Linked DNA regions of Mus musculus: region 2 is linked to region 1. A link is a contact called in public promoter capture Hi-C data. All regions are on one chromosome and are shown on one strand. The core of a region is the stretch at or near the end of the contact, and the rest is flanking DNA. Distances in the headings are between cores, read along the strand shown. Region 1 holds the start of Ppil4 (peptidylprolyl isomerase (cyclophilin)-like 4). Region 2 has its middle 88 kb from the start of Gm30820.

Evidence for each region. Promoter capture Hi-C pulls out the DNA fragments that hold promoters and counts their contacts.
Region 2: a contact with region 1 is called in a promoter capture Hi-C map of pre-B cells, with 3 times the contacts expected there. The contact joins the enhancer-like site here to the promoter of Ppil4 in region 1. A contact is called at or near these places in 2 of 39 promoter capture datasets (neutrophils and pre-B cells), 2 of 484 Hi-C or Micro-C datasets (CD4 T cells and CD8 T cells), 3 of 115 datasets of contacts at active chromatin or transcription factors (bone marrow-derived macrophages, effector CD8 T cells and large pre-B cells) and 2 of 9 other capture datasets (adipose tissue and liver).

Annotation. Positions count from the first base shown.
Region 1 is chr10:7,790,519-7,797,625 of GRCm38.p6, reverse strand. Ppil4 (peptidylprolyl isomerase (cyclophilin)-like 4) reads right to left here and starts at 4,732. Exons shown (of 13, transcript NM_026141.3): 1 at 4,606-4,732; 2 at 1,915-1,982; 3 at 1,765-1,829. The coding sequence starts at 4,675.
Region 2 is chr10:8,063,776-8,071,015 of GRCm38.p6, reverse strand. No RefSeq gene overlaps it. Among named protein-coding and RNA genes, the nearest start is that of Gm30820, 88 kb to the right of the region's middle. Within about 2 kb of position 5,090, at least 102 of the 459 cell types and tissues checked have an H3K27ac peak or open chromatin away from gene starts, as enhancers often do. A contact at or near this core is called in CD8 T cells, adipose tissue, bone marrow-derived macrophages and 4 more, where this site is marked.

The sequences.
Region 1 (7,107 bases), core at 3,483-5,982:
GCCAGCCTGGTCTACAGAGTGAGTTCCAGGACAGCCAGGGCTACACAGAGAAACCCTGTCTTGAAACACTGCCCCACCCCCAAAAAAGAAAGAAGCACAGTGGTACTGGAACAGTGTGACTGTGTCTTTATAAACACCCCGCTGATTCAAATGCTCCTCCTTTTCCCTTATAGGTATTCCGGGAACTTAGGGAACCACTGTGGAGTTTGAGTCCTATTTTAATGTAATGATTGAACCACCACTGCCCAGAAGATTTTAACAAGTTTGAAACCAGCCTGGGCAATACAGTGAGTTCCAGGACAGGCTGGACTAGAGTGAGATTCTGGCTCATGAAACCAAATCAATAATGACTGAGATGGGTGTGATGACGCCCATCTATAAACTAACACTTAGGAGGCTAAGGCATAAGAATCTTGAGTCTGGCCAGGCGATGGTGGTGCACATCTTTATTCCCAGCACTTGAGAAGCAAAGGAAGGCAGATCTCTGAGTTCAAAACCAGCCTGGTCTATAGAATGAATTCCAGGCCAGCCAGGAATAGAGACATCCTCTCTCAAAAAAACAAAACAGAACAGAACAAAATCTGAGTCAGAGGCAAACCTAAGCTACATGGTGAATCCCAGATTAATCTGGGCTACAGAATAACACTCCATTTCAGAAGCCATCAATAAAATAGATAAAAATAGAAGATAGGGATATATAGCTCAATTGGTACAATGTATGTTTAGTATACACTGTAATGGGGCATGCCTCTATTCTCAAAACGAGGAAAATGGAGGATCAGTTTAAGCCCATTCTCAGCTTGGTAGGCACTGAGTTCAAGATCAAGCTGGGTTATATGAGATCTTGTCTCTACATACATACATACATACATACATACATACATACATACATGTACAAATACACAAACACACTGTCCTGCCTGGTTGTTCTTTTATCAACTTGACAGAAGTTAGAGTTAGTTGTCTAGGAAGAGGATCCTCAATTAAGAAAACGGCTCCCTCAGATTGCCTGTACCAAGTATATAGAACATTTTCTTGATTACTTATTGATAGAAGAGGGTTCAGCCCACACAGGGTCAGTGCCACTCTGGCAAGTAGTTCCCTGTTGTATAAGAAAGTACACTGAGCAAGCTATGAGGAGCAAGTCAAGGAGAAGTGTTACTTCATGGCTTCTGCTTCGGTTCCTGCCTTAAGTTCATGTCCTGACTTCTTTAGTGTTACCCAAAAGGAATACACCCTCTCTGTAGTGGCTATTCCTGGTTGTCAACTTGACAATATTTGGAATGAACTACAATCCGGAATTGGAAGGCTCACCAGTGACCCTTATCTGGAGGCTTGGAGATCCTTATCTGGATCTTGGTTTGAAGATCTTGAGCCATAGTGGCTATGGATTCCAGAAGATTGAATCTCCGAGTTTAAGGAACACACCTTTAATCTGGGCTACACCTTCTGCTGGAGACAATATAAGGACATTGAAAGAAGGGAGTCTAGCTCTAGCTCTTGCTCCTTCGCCTGCTTGCTGCGTGAGACTGAGTAACTGCTAGATCCTTGGACTTCCATTCACAGCTGCGACTGAAAAATTGTTGGGAATTGGGCTGCCGACTGTAAGTCATCAATAAATTCCTTTACTATCTAGAGACTATTCATAAGTTCTGTGACTCTAGAGAACCCTGACTAATACACTCTCCTTTCCTGGTTTCTTTTGATCATAGTGTTTCATTATAGCATAGAAACGCTAACTAAAATACACACATAGGAGCTTACCCAAATATAGACTCTCCTCCGCGGCCAGTCCCCGTGGGATCTCCTGTTTGTATGATAAAATCCCTCTAGAATATACAAAATTCTTTGTTAATTCATGGTTTACTACATGTTTCCAATAACTAAGAGCATGACTGAGACCTACCAACTCACCTGTACATTGTGTATGAGGCAATAGTTGTAATATTTTATTTTGCACAGCTTCAAAAAATTCAAGCAAGCTGAAAAGAAAGTAAAAACTAAATTACAGGAAAGCAAAAAATCAGTTTTAGACAAATTAGTGACAGCATAATTAGTACAATTTAATCTAACTTTGCATTTTTATTAAAAGAAAAACAAAGGTTCTGTGAGCTGGACATTTTAGGATGGGAGCCTTGCCAAAGGAAATTCATCACTAGGGACAGGTTCACCCTACTTCTGGTTCACTTTCCCTGTTTGGTGTGCTGTGCTAAAGATGTGATCTCACAGCTGCCTAATTCAGCCAAAAACTGCTGTGCCTGCCCCACCATTATGAACTGTCCCTCTGGAACCATAATCCAAAATAACTGCTTCCATGAGTCCCTTTCTGGTCACAGTGTTTTGTCACCCCGATAGAAGAGTAACTAGTACAGCTTTCTAGGTGTTTGGCACTGCCATCAGAAACATCGCTAAATTATAGCTCATGCCCGTGAAGGACTCATAGATACATGCCAACAAGTTCTTAAAGCACTAAGAACCCACACAGAAAGTTAAATACATGAGGCTCCTTGCCCTTGGTAAATTTTTATTGATGGAACTAGTGTCATAGCCAGGTATGATGGCATATGCCTGAGAAGAATCAGAACCATGAATTTAAAACTAGTGTGAGGAACAACAATATGAACTAACCAGTAACCCCAGAGCTCGTGTCTCTATCTGCATATGTAGCAGAAGATGTCCCAGTCGGCCATCATTGGGAAGAGAGGCCCCTTGGTTTTGCAAACTTTATATGCCTCAGTAAAGGGAACACCAGAGCCAAGAAGTGGGAGTGGATGGGTAGGGGAGTTGGGGGGAAGAGTATGGGGGACTTTTGGGATAGCATTTGAAATGTAAATGAGGAAAATACCTAATTAAAAAAATAAAAAACAAAAAACATGTGAGATATACAATAAGGCAGCCTCAAAAATAGAGAGAAAAAAAATACAACAAAGGTCCTCACAACTAAACATGAAATAATGACACTAGGCATTTCTAATAATACCATCTATATTATTTAAGTAGTTATATATACATAACTATTACACACACACATTTGGTTTCTTGAGACAGGGTTTTTCTATGCAGACCTCTGTGAATTTGCCTGGCCTACAGAGTGAATTCCAGGAAAACCAGGGCAGATGCTGTACAAGGCTTTTTTCTTTTTCTTCTTCTTCAAGACATGGTCTCTCTTTGTAGCCCTGGCTGTCCTGGAACTCACCCTTTAAACTCAGAGACCCACCTACCTATTTCTGCCTCCTGAGTGTCAGGATTAAAGGCATGTGTTACCACTGCCCAGCTTGTACCAGGATTCTTAAGATAATGGAGATATTAAGGCACAGTTTCTGCTCTCCTTGAAGCACATCACTGGGAGGAGACAATCATGCACATAGTTCCAGGACAGTAAGTACATGTTCTAATAACATGAGTGCTGCTGTGATTTATAAAACCATTGCAGACAAAACAGAAGAAACAGACTAACTGTAGCTGACCTAAGTGTTACACTGAAGAGCTCATGCTTTAGTTGAGCTCTTCATATATATATATATATATATATATATATACACACATACACACACACATACACATACATATATATATATATACATACACACATACATACATATATACACATATATATTCATGGATATATATACATATATATAGTCAGGAAATGAAGTTCTCAGAAGGATAGGGAGTGGAGAGGAGTGTGGGCATTGGCAACAGTAAGAATATAGAAGGCTGCAACAGAAAGTGTAGGGTTTGTGAGGGAGGGGAGGAACAGTTGAGCATGGGAGAAGGTGTGCAGGCAGGAGGCACTCCCTGTGTGCAGTGCTGCAGCACACCTTCTTTCATTCTGTGGTAATCTCTGCATTCCACGGGAGAAGGACAATGATTGTAGCTAATCTCTCCCAGTTTCCCGATTCTCCCAAAGGATACATTCTCCACACAGCAGCCTAGTGTCTCTCCAAGGCAAGTGTGCCATGCTATAATCCTGCTCCTGAAGTGTTCAAACCAACAACATGGCAAAGAGGACTTACTAAGGACCTGGCCTACCAGTATTTGGCCTGACTGGAAGTCAGTGGCATCTATTTCATTTCACATACCAATTCGTTCCAGAATGCCAGATTTCTTTCTATTACCAGAAAAACTCCAAAGAAACTGCTAAGTACACCTTATCTAACACTCATCTTCGAAAAGGCTAGGTTTCTTATGTGGCTTCTTCCCACCTCTCTGTTTTGCATAGCAAAGTGCACATCCATCTGTTAGGACTCGAAGTTAAAACTGGAGCTCGCTTCGTCCTCCCTCAATGGACATTCAGACGCCTGAACTCTAGCTGATCCCTGGCGCCTTGCAGACCAGCCAACTTCCTACCTGCTTTCATCATGACAAATGATGTCAAGTCAAACCGTATTTAACCCTTTCTTTACCTTTCACGAGTAAAGAAAGCATAGCCACGAAAGCTACACCTCACCCAGACCCACAAGCCACAGTTCTACACACCACACACACACACACACAAAACCAAGGCCTGCTATGAAACTGAGCTCGAGCCAGAAACAGCGAAGAAAAGGGAACTTTGGCAGCGGGCTCACGGCCCCGCCAGGTCGCGAAGGCCTCCAGTCTCACCCCGGGGACGCTCTTCAGTGTACAAGTCGATGACCACGTCGCCCAGAGTGGTCTCCAAGAGAACCGCCATGGCGCCGGCTCCTCCGCAGGAACAAACACCCCGGCAATGACAGGCGCATGCGCAACCAGCGCGCGCCTACGTCTTACGTCACGACGTGTGCGACGGCTTCTGGCGTCAGCCGCGGGCGCCGTCGCCCACCTCGGAGGCGCGATTTCCCGCGGCCTAATGGCCGGCTCGTTCGGCCCGGCAGCTGTTATCTGGTGCCCGCTGTCTTCTGGCTGTGGAGGCTGTTTGAGGACTCTCTTCCGCCCTTGGTGACCCATATAAAGACCTGTATCTCAAGAGGGCCATTCCGTAGGAATAGCGGAGGCATCCGAGAGCTGAGAAACCTCCAAGCCGGCGGCACATCCTCCCCTTGCCTTTGGAAGAGGTTGCCCTGGGGTTTCCATAGTCTCTCCATCAAAATCGCCAAGCCCGAGGCATCAGTTGCTCGGTGAAAGCTGTAAGAAAAGGTGACTAACAAGCTTTGGTTTGGGGTTTTTCTTGTTGTTGTAGATTTTGATCATACTAGTGTGTGTAGATCAGGACTGGACATGGCTTAACAGCACAGAGGTTTTGTGCAACAAATTAGAATACAAAGGCTTCAGTCTTACATTGGAGATATGTAATAAAAACTACCGGTTTTTTTATGCTGATAACATATTTCCATGTTTTAGTACACTCTTTACTTTTTTAAAATATTTTTTAAGATTTATTTATTTATTATATGTAAGCATACTGTAGCTGTCTTCAGACACTCCAGAAGAGGGAGTCAGATCTCATTACGGACGGTTGTGAGCCACCATGTGGTTGCTGGGGTTTGAACTCAGGACCTTCAGAAGAGCAGTCAGTGCTCTTAACCAGTTAGCCATCTCTCCAGCCCGGTATACTCTTTTCTAATCAAGCAGATTATTCCCTTTTATGTCATTTTAATGTGTACTTGTGAAAATCAGAGATATGACAGATCATAGGCATATCCAGGAAGATGAGGAGAAAGGACTTTTTAAAAGTAAACATTTTTTTTTTTAAGAAAAATAGTATTTGAAGCAATTTCATGGCTAGAAGTGTTCACCACGCATGTGTTATTCCGTATATTCCAAGGAATTTAGGAAACAGAAGATGGTAAAGAAACATGAATTTATTTATAGTCTGGTCCCATTTAGAAGGGTGTAATCAAAAACCCTGCACCTGTTACCGTCTTCTAGTTTAGAAAATCATTGGATATGGGCTAGAACACATGGAGATGATATAGCTGTGCAGGAGTTGATAAGTCACTGGACTGATTTGTTCAATCAATGAATGGCTTCATTGGTAAGCAATGAAGCCATTGTGAATACATCTCTCTTCTCTGCCTCTCACTATTATTTATCTCTTGCATTGGTATAGTTTGGATGGATGACTAAGCCTTTCTGGTTTGAATTGGAAGAAAACAAGATTTGTCCTCAAAGAAATTCAATAGCAGTACAGCATTTGCCTTGCATGTGTCAGTCCCTTGTTTCAAACTCTGGTACCAGAGTTTAGATCTGGTTTTGATAAATAAATAAATAAATAAATAAACAACAAAATAAAAATTTCAACTCCATAGGTATTTAAAAGAAAAATGAAAGCCTGTGTCCATGTTCTTTACTTTGATTGACAGTACTGAGATGTTAATGTCCTTAACGTTTTCTAAAATCATAGTAGACTCTTGGAACAGCAGAGCTTTTCAGGAGAGATACCCTTCAATGAGGGCAAATATACCAGCCAAGCCAAGGAGGTCGGACAGGAGTGATCATGTTGTGAGAAGAAGACTGCATTTGAACTCAGGCTGAGAAAATGGCTCAGTGACTAAAACCACTTCCACCTCAAGGCCTACAGCCTAAGTGTGGACCAGGAACCCACATGTTACCACAGAACCAGCGCCAAATGCTACCCTCTGACCGCCACATGCACACCATATCCATGCATGCTCACACAGTTTTTACAGATTTGGGGGGATTGTGGAGAGAAGCATTTGTGGATAGTAGCACTGGCTGCTCTTCCAAAGGACCCAGTTCAGCACCTAGCATGGCCATGGCTGCTTACAACCATCTGTAACTCCACTCCCAAGGGATCACACATCCTCCTCTAGCCTCTAAGGGTACTGCATGCTTGTAGTGCACAGGCACACATGTAGGTGAAACACCCATACACATAAAAAAAAGAAAAAATTAAAGTTTCTCAGAGATAGTACACTAAGGACTTTGTCAGGAAGTGACTGGAGATGTACATCAGATTATACAATGCCTGCCTAGCATGGATACAACCCAGGATAATGTTTCTTGTACTGTATAAACTACATGTCTGTAATCCGAGCACTCAAGTTGTAGAAGCGGGATAATCGTTGAAGATCATAGTCACTGTGTAGCGAGTAAAAGCAAACCAAGGATGCATAGGCCCTGCCTCAAAAGCAAACATTTGAATCAGATCTGCATAGCCTTCAG
Region 2 (7,240 bases), core at 3,841-6,340, 270 kb before region 1:
AGAAATGCAAAGCTATGTGTTCAGAGCCGAGGGCATGGGAACCCACCACCATCATTTACATTTTGACAGTCTCAAAGGCAGTAACAGACATAGGCAAACTTTACTGGGGAAAGGGGAAGGTTTCTGATGTGCCTGATTGATTGGGGGCTGTTGAACTTGGGGCACTGAAGCTGGAGAAACTAGACGCCACATCATCTGTAATTGGCTAGGGCTACAGATTTGGCTTTCTTTAATTGGTTTTAAATTGGAAGCAGAAACAAAGATTAGGGAAGTTTTTTCTTATTAATCAAGCCTTGGCCATTTGGAGCTGACACAGGGTTGTGGCTTAGCTCGTTGGTTGTTACCAGAGATAGCAGGCTGGCTTTCCTGTGAGTCTGATGTATAGCAGGCTGGCTTCCTGTAAGTTTGACCTATAGCAGCCTGGCTTCCTGGGCTGTTTTGCTATAGATAAAGGGGTTGGCTTCCAGGGAAGGCTGGGGTCAGAGCTCCATTTTCCTAGATAATAGAATTCCTGATATTTGTATATCATCTCTCAGTGCCCTGAAACAGGAGATCTGCAGGTAAGAAAATCCATGTATGAAGCAAGGCAAATTTCCATTCAGATAGTATGAACAAGATTTCACATCTACAGCTTTCCTATGCCTTATTACTGTCATGAGGATGTGGTTGGCTTGACCTCATGACTTCTAGATTCATGTTCTCTTATGCTTGGGGCAGGAGGAACCCAGTAGCCTTCTGAAAGGGAAAGATGGCTCCTTAAGCCCACTTCCCTACTTCTGGCCACTCCAGTCTCCCAAGTACTGCCCTAAAGCAAATTTAGTTTGAAGGGAATAAAGGAATAATTTAGATCAAAATACCTTAATGGATCCACACATTGGATGTCAGGACTCAATCAGACTTTACACAAGTCTGCTCCAGCTGCCTTAATAACATGCAACAGGCTGGTTGGCTTAAACAACAGACACTTATTTCCTTGAAGTTTGGAAGATTGGATGTTAAGATGATAGAAAATCCCATTTTAATCTGAAACGTCTTCTGAAAACTTGTAGTGAGTTTGCTGTTTGCTCATATAGCCTTGCCTCTGTGTTTTTGGAGACCCTGGTTATCTTCTTAGAAGGGTCTCTCCTCTCATTAATCCCGTTGGACCAGATGCCCACCCCATTTAACTTAATTGATTCCTTTTGGCTCTTTGTCCAAATACACTCACATCCAGCATCACATGGATTTGGCAGAGGCACAAATATTCAGCCCGTAATCTGACCTAAGTCTCCAGTTGTTCACCTAAAACTCCCACTTAGAAAGTGGGTAGTCATCAAGACAACCCAACTGTAAAATTTTAAAGCAATTTTATTTTAGAATTTCATAAACCTTTTGACCACATTCATTTGCTTTACCTCAGCTCCTCCCAGATCCACAGCACCTCTCTACTTACCCAGCTTCATGCCCTCATTTTCTAAAATTCAGCAAGACCAATTTGTGCTGCCCATACACTCTAGGGCGGGTCGGTATTCACCAGAGTGTGGTTTGCCTACCAGTGGTCACACTCTTAAAGAAAATGGGCTCTCCCTCTCCCAGTAGCTAGCCATTGCCAATAACTCCTACACTATGGGTGGGATTTTGTGTCTACCTCCCCTCTCTATCCCGGGATTTGTTCTGACTTGAGTGTCACAGGTCTTGTACACACTGTCGCAAGCACTGTGAGTTTATCTGTACCACTACCTTGCTGTGTCCAGAAACTTGTGTTTCTTTGTAGTCACTCACTGCTTCTAGCTCTTAAATCTTTTTGCTGCCTCTTTTGCAATGATCCCTGCACACTAGAAAGAAGGGGGTATGAGATATGTCTCATTGAGGAATGAATGTGATGGATTGTCTATTCTTGGCCCAGGGAATGCACTATTAGAAGGTATGGTCCTGTTGGAGTATGTGTGGCCTTGTTGGAGTAGGTGTATCATTGTGAGTGTGGGCTTTAAGACTCTCCTCCTAGCTGCCAATATGGAAGCCAATATTCTGCTATCAGTCTTCAGATGAAGATATAGATTTCTCAGCTCTGCCTACACCGGGTATTCCTGGACACTGCCATGCTCCTGCCTTGCCGATAATGGACTGAACCTCTGAACCTGTAAGCCAGCCCCAGTTAAATGTTGTCTTTATAAGAGTTGCCTTGGTCATGGTGTCTGTTCACAGCAGTAAAACCCTAACTAAGGCAATGAGCATTCCAGTCTCTTATTCTCCACATCTTCACCAGATGTGGTCTCTGTGTAAATCACACACTCCCAGGATGCGAGTTGAGGGATACACTTACTCATGGGTATAATGCTAAGTCATTAGAATTCAGTTTAATCCTCTCATTGGCATAATAATAGTCGGTTCTCTCCTAGGGCCTGTGACAGTGACAGGTTTTATGGGTTTTATGCTGTGAAGTTGGCTTCAAGTGATTCAGAAAGTGGTTGGTTGTTCCCATGGCATTCCTGCCACTGAGCATATCTTACCAGGTTGGTCATTATTATAGCTCTTAGGGTTCACAGAAGGGGAGCATTGATGACGATTTTCCTTCTCCAGTAGTGAACATAGCTCCTTCAAACATATGGAGGAGGGATAGAGTTCAGTCAATATCAGCTTGATTTCACTATGTTCTATGACTCAAATATGTGGCATCTTTAACAGTACAGCTCTAGAACTCTTAATATCATTCTATAATACTCCTGACTACAGTTATATTTTCTTTCTTTCTTTTCATTTCTTTTTTTGCAAATATTTCTTTGCCACTCTCAGTTTCTTTAAAGTAGATATTTGGTGATCCAGTCATCCCAAAGAAACCTGCTTCTAAACTATCACATGGAGTTCAGAAACTAAGTTTCTTAAATGGATTAAGACAATGACCCCAGAAGTCAGAAAGCAAAACAGATATATTTGATCAAAGAAATTGGAATAAATAAATAAACAACTGTTCTTGTTCCCATCTGAGAACTTCAGTAGGACAGGAAATAACCCCAGAAATAAAAAGGGGGGGGATTACATGAAACTAAAAAGAGAAGAAAATAGTGACAGTTTACAGGATAGAAGAAATCTTTGCTAACTGTACTTCAGTCAGGAGAGTAGATATCTAGAGTATGTAAGGAATTACAAAGATCAAATGGTCCCTCACGAAAAAGTCTTTTAATCAACCACAAGCTAACAAACTGAATAGTCAATTCTTAAAAATAAAAGAAAGAAACACATATGAATAGTAAATATTGGGAAAAGCATTCAACATCATTAGTCATCAAGAAACATAACATTTAAATTATTTTTAGACTCTACCTTGCCCCAAACTCCACCTAACATCAAGGTAAGAAATGACAACATATAAGGCCAAGATGTAGGCAAAGAGTACATATTGCTGGGAGGGATATAAACTGCAGTGCACAGCCACTATGGAAGTCATTATGGAGGTTCCTCAAAAGACAAAAAACAGAGCTGTATTGTCCAGCCATCCTGAGTATATAACCAACTATCTACTGCCTACCTACAGAGGTAGGATGTACCTAGAATCTACCTAACAGAGATACCTGCACATTCACAATTATTGCTGCACTATCAATAATACCTTAAAATATAGAGCTGGGCTAGCTATCCACACACACACACACACACACACACACACACACACACAAAGTTTATTCAGCCATAAATAAAAGTGAATCACATTTGCAGGAAACAGATGCGACTGGACGTTAAATGAAATAATCCAGGCACAGAAAGACAAATGCTATTGTTTCTTTTCTTCTACCATCTAGACTTCAGTTCTTTGTTTGCTTATCTGTTTACTTATTTCTGTATGTGTGTAGGTCATGAAACTACAAAGGGAGCCATAAAAGCAGAAGAAGAAGTTTTAAGAGGGTGTAGGGAGAGAAGGCTGATAGGAATCTTTATCATGTATACGTGGCAGGAAAGCAGAAGTGGGCCACTGGAGGCCCCAGCAAGAGGAAATGGCACAGAGAAGAGGCATGAGGAATGAGAACAAATAAGAACAAGCATTAAGAAAATGCCAGAGTGGACCCATGTCTGCCCAGTCAACAAATCTTTAAAAAGATGCAGGAAAGTGGAAATTCAAATACCCTAATAACCTATTGTTACTCGGTAGAATGGAAAACTTGAAAAGAGCCATTGGTAAAGCAGAAAGATAAGTCCACTTACATACAGCTATTGAGAAGAGAATCACTATTTTTAAAAATGTGTATATATTTCAATATCTTTGGAAACATAAACATGTGTAAGTTCTGACAGTTAACCAGTATTTGAGATTCAGTCCTGTAAGAAAGGCACCAATACACAAGGTTGAGAATGTTTATTGAAATAGGATGTTCATCATGACACTATTGGATTATGAGAGGAAATGACAGCAATCTATCATTTGGGGGAATGTCTCGATAGGCCTAGTATGTACATACCACAAAATATCATATAAACATTAAAATAAGGACAGAGATAGGGTACTGATCATAAAGGCAGAGAAGAGTTGTTAGCTCTGATTTCATTTTGTCCTGTTAAACTGGGTCACATGGCCACTCTCAGCTGCAAAGGAGGCCCCAGAAAATAAATATTTGCTTGTCCAGTATGAGAAAGATAAGGACAAAGTGGTTGGGACAGGGTACTAGTGTCCTACCTTTTCCTACAGGGACTATGTTGCCTTTTGTTGTTGTTGTTGTTGTTGTTGTTGTTGTTGTTGTTGTTACTACTACTATTATTATTATTGTAATTTCTATCTTGCTTTCTCAAAGAGGAGCATGTGAGATGCGTGCTCCAAGCTATTCTTGAGGGAATGAATAAGAAAGCTTTAAGTGCCTCAAACATCTTATCACGGAAGAATGGCTATGAAGAACACCGGAGGGAAACTGAGTCTAGAGTTCGGTTAAGGAGTCTTGCATGAGTATCAGACCCCTTGCACTGCAGCACTGGTCACTGTCATAGCATGTATACTGGGCTTTGGGAGAGCCTGGCAGCCTGCTACCAATTAGACATTGCTCCCCGAGTGAGCTAAGAGCGTGCACCACACTCCAGCTAGAACCGGAAAGCGGAAGCAGAAGCAACTGTAAGATCTCACAGGAAGCCAAGCTTCTGTTCACTCTGGGAGCCCGGAAGTGGTCTCAGCAGATGGAACCAGTTCTCTGTTTAAGGGTTTCCTGAGGCCAAGTTTGCTAAGAGTTCTCATTTGCAACGTATTATGGGCTTTAAGGTGCAGGCATAGCAGAAGCCAGGCAATTATTGCCATTGCTTTGAAACAACGCATGTATTGTAAAGATTACAACTTCAAATAAAATCAAGCAAATGTTGCCAGTTTAAATGTTAGAAATGAGCAAGATTATCCCACAAAACCAGTACAGGCTGCACGAGCCAGCCAAGAAATAGGTGGATACCTACTGTGCCATCTCAGGTCATGGTATAAAAGGCCTAGCTGAGGAAATCCTGAAGGAGCAGATATGAGTGGAAGATGTCAGAATGAACGTTGGCAAATGGGTTTTCAAGGAAATCATCTTATGCCTATGGAAGCAGGGAGGAAAAGCTACTTAAAACAGATAGAAGCATACATCTTGATGATTTGTTTCCTCTTTTGCTTTTAGGTCTTCAAAATCATGTACTTGACCACCAATGCCCATGTAAGAACGCCATTCAAAATAACAAGTTCTCTGAATCCTTGGAGGGGAGATCATACATCAGAAGGCTGCTTCTGTTTTCCCAATCACACAAGATTATCCAAGTAATAGCTAAATAGCTGGTCCTTTGCCCACAATAAGAAGATAGCTTTTAGCAAAGTTTTGTGGTTCCATGGCTACTTTAAACCTGGGTGGTCTGAAAACCAAATAACCAGTCATTCTATTACTAATTTTTCTCAGTGCTAGTGGGTCACATGCCAGGCAATTTGTACCGGATTTTCCTGCTATTACCTTAAGTTTGCTTGTTGTTGTTTAAGCAGTCTTGGAAGTTCTAGAGCCTCTTAGAACTCGATTAGCTGTGAGGGAGCTGAAGATCCAAGGAACGCTATAAAGAACACTAAATAGCATTGCTCCTATATGCAGAGGCAATGTAATATGCTTAATTCATAATATAACTGCTGAATTTTGTTTATGCTTTATTTTTCTGAGACAGGATCTAGCTTTATAGCCAGGGCTGGTACGGAATTCGCTATATAGCCCAGGCTATTCTCAAAATTGCACCAGTCTTCCAGCCTTTGTTTCACCAGAGCTAGGATGTTAAAGGCTGGTACCCAAGAATAAACTCTTAAGAAAAAGAATCCAGGCATCATTGTAGGCAAGATGCTAAGCCTAAGTGTTTCAGTTAACTTGACAAGTTAGATCAATTGATGAAAAGGAAGTTAAAAGTTACATCCTCAGCAAAGGAAATATGGTTATTTTCTTTGTTTTATATTTGTGGTGCTCAGTCATTGCTGGGCAGGAAGAGGCAGGGATGCTGAACATGATGCATGGATGCAGGATGCAGCATAAGGATGGCAGATTATGGGTTTTGTTGACTCGGTCTGCCTTGGAATGCCACTTAAATGACATAAAAGAGAACATGTCCATGACAGGGCTAGGGCGATGGGCCAGACACTTGGAAGGATTTCAGACAGCAAGTATGTGGGATTGTATTGGGATAAAAATCTGTTTTTTATAGATCCCAGTTATCCTCTAATACAGCCTTATCCTAACTTATTACATCTTCAATGGATCTGTTAGCAAAGAAGGCCCTATTTTGAGTCACAAAAGATTAGAAATATGCCATGCCCTTCAAGGGAAATAAGATTTACCCCCAAAACACTGTCATTCATCCCGGGATTCGTATTATATTCTCTCCCTCTTCACAACCCCCACTCTGTTCTGTCTTTCAATATTGACCCTGACCACTTACATTTTCCAGACTACTTGCCAAAGTGGCTTCTGGAAGCCAATAGAAAGCACTGGCAAGAGGCTGGCAGATGGGAGGAAGGAAGAGGCCAGGATCTGGTTCTTTTTCTCCTCGGGGCAATGCCTCTAACACTAGCTACTGTACCAGGATTTCAGCTCCCACTGGGGTACTGGCTCCATCTGGATGGGCTTGTTGTGGAGTGCCAGCTTCCAGCTCCTGGAGTCAACACTGTGAATGGCTGGAACTGCACAATGTCCTACCTCTCTCCTCTGCATCTAACTCTTATTGCTTCATCGTCCTCTTTGCTCTGTCAGCATTTCCAAAGCCCTTATAATTAACTCCCTTAATTACATTCTCT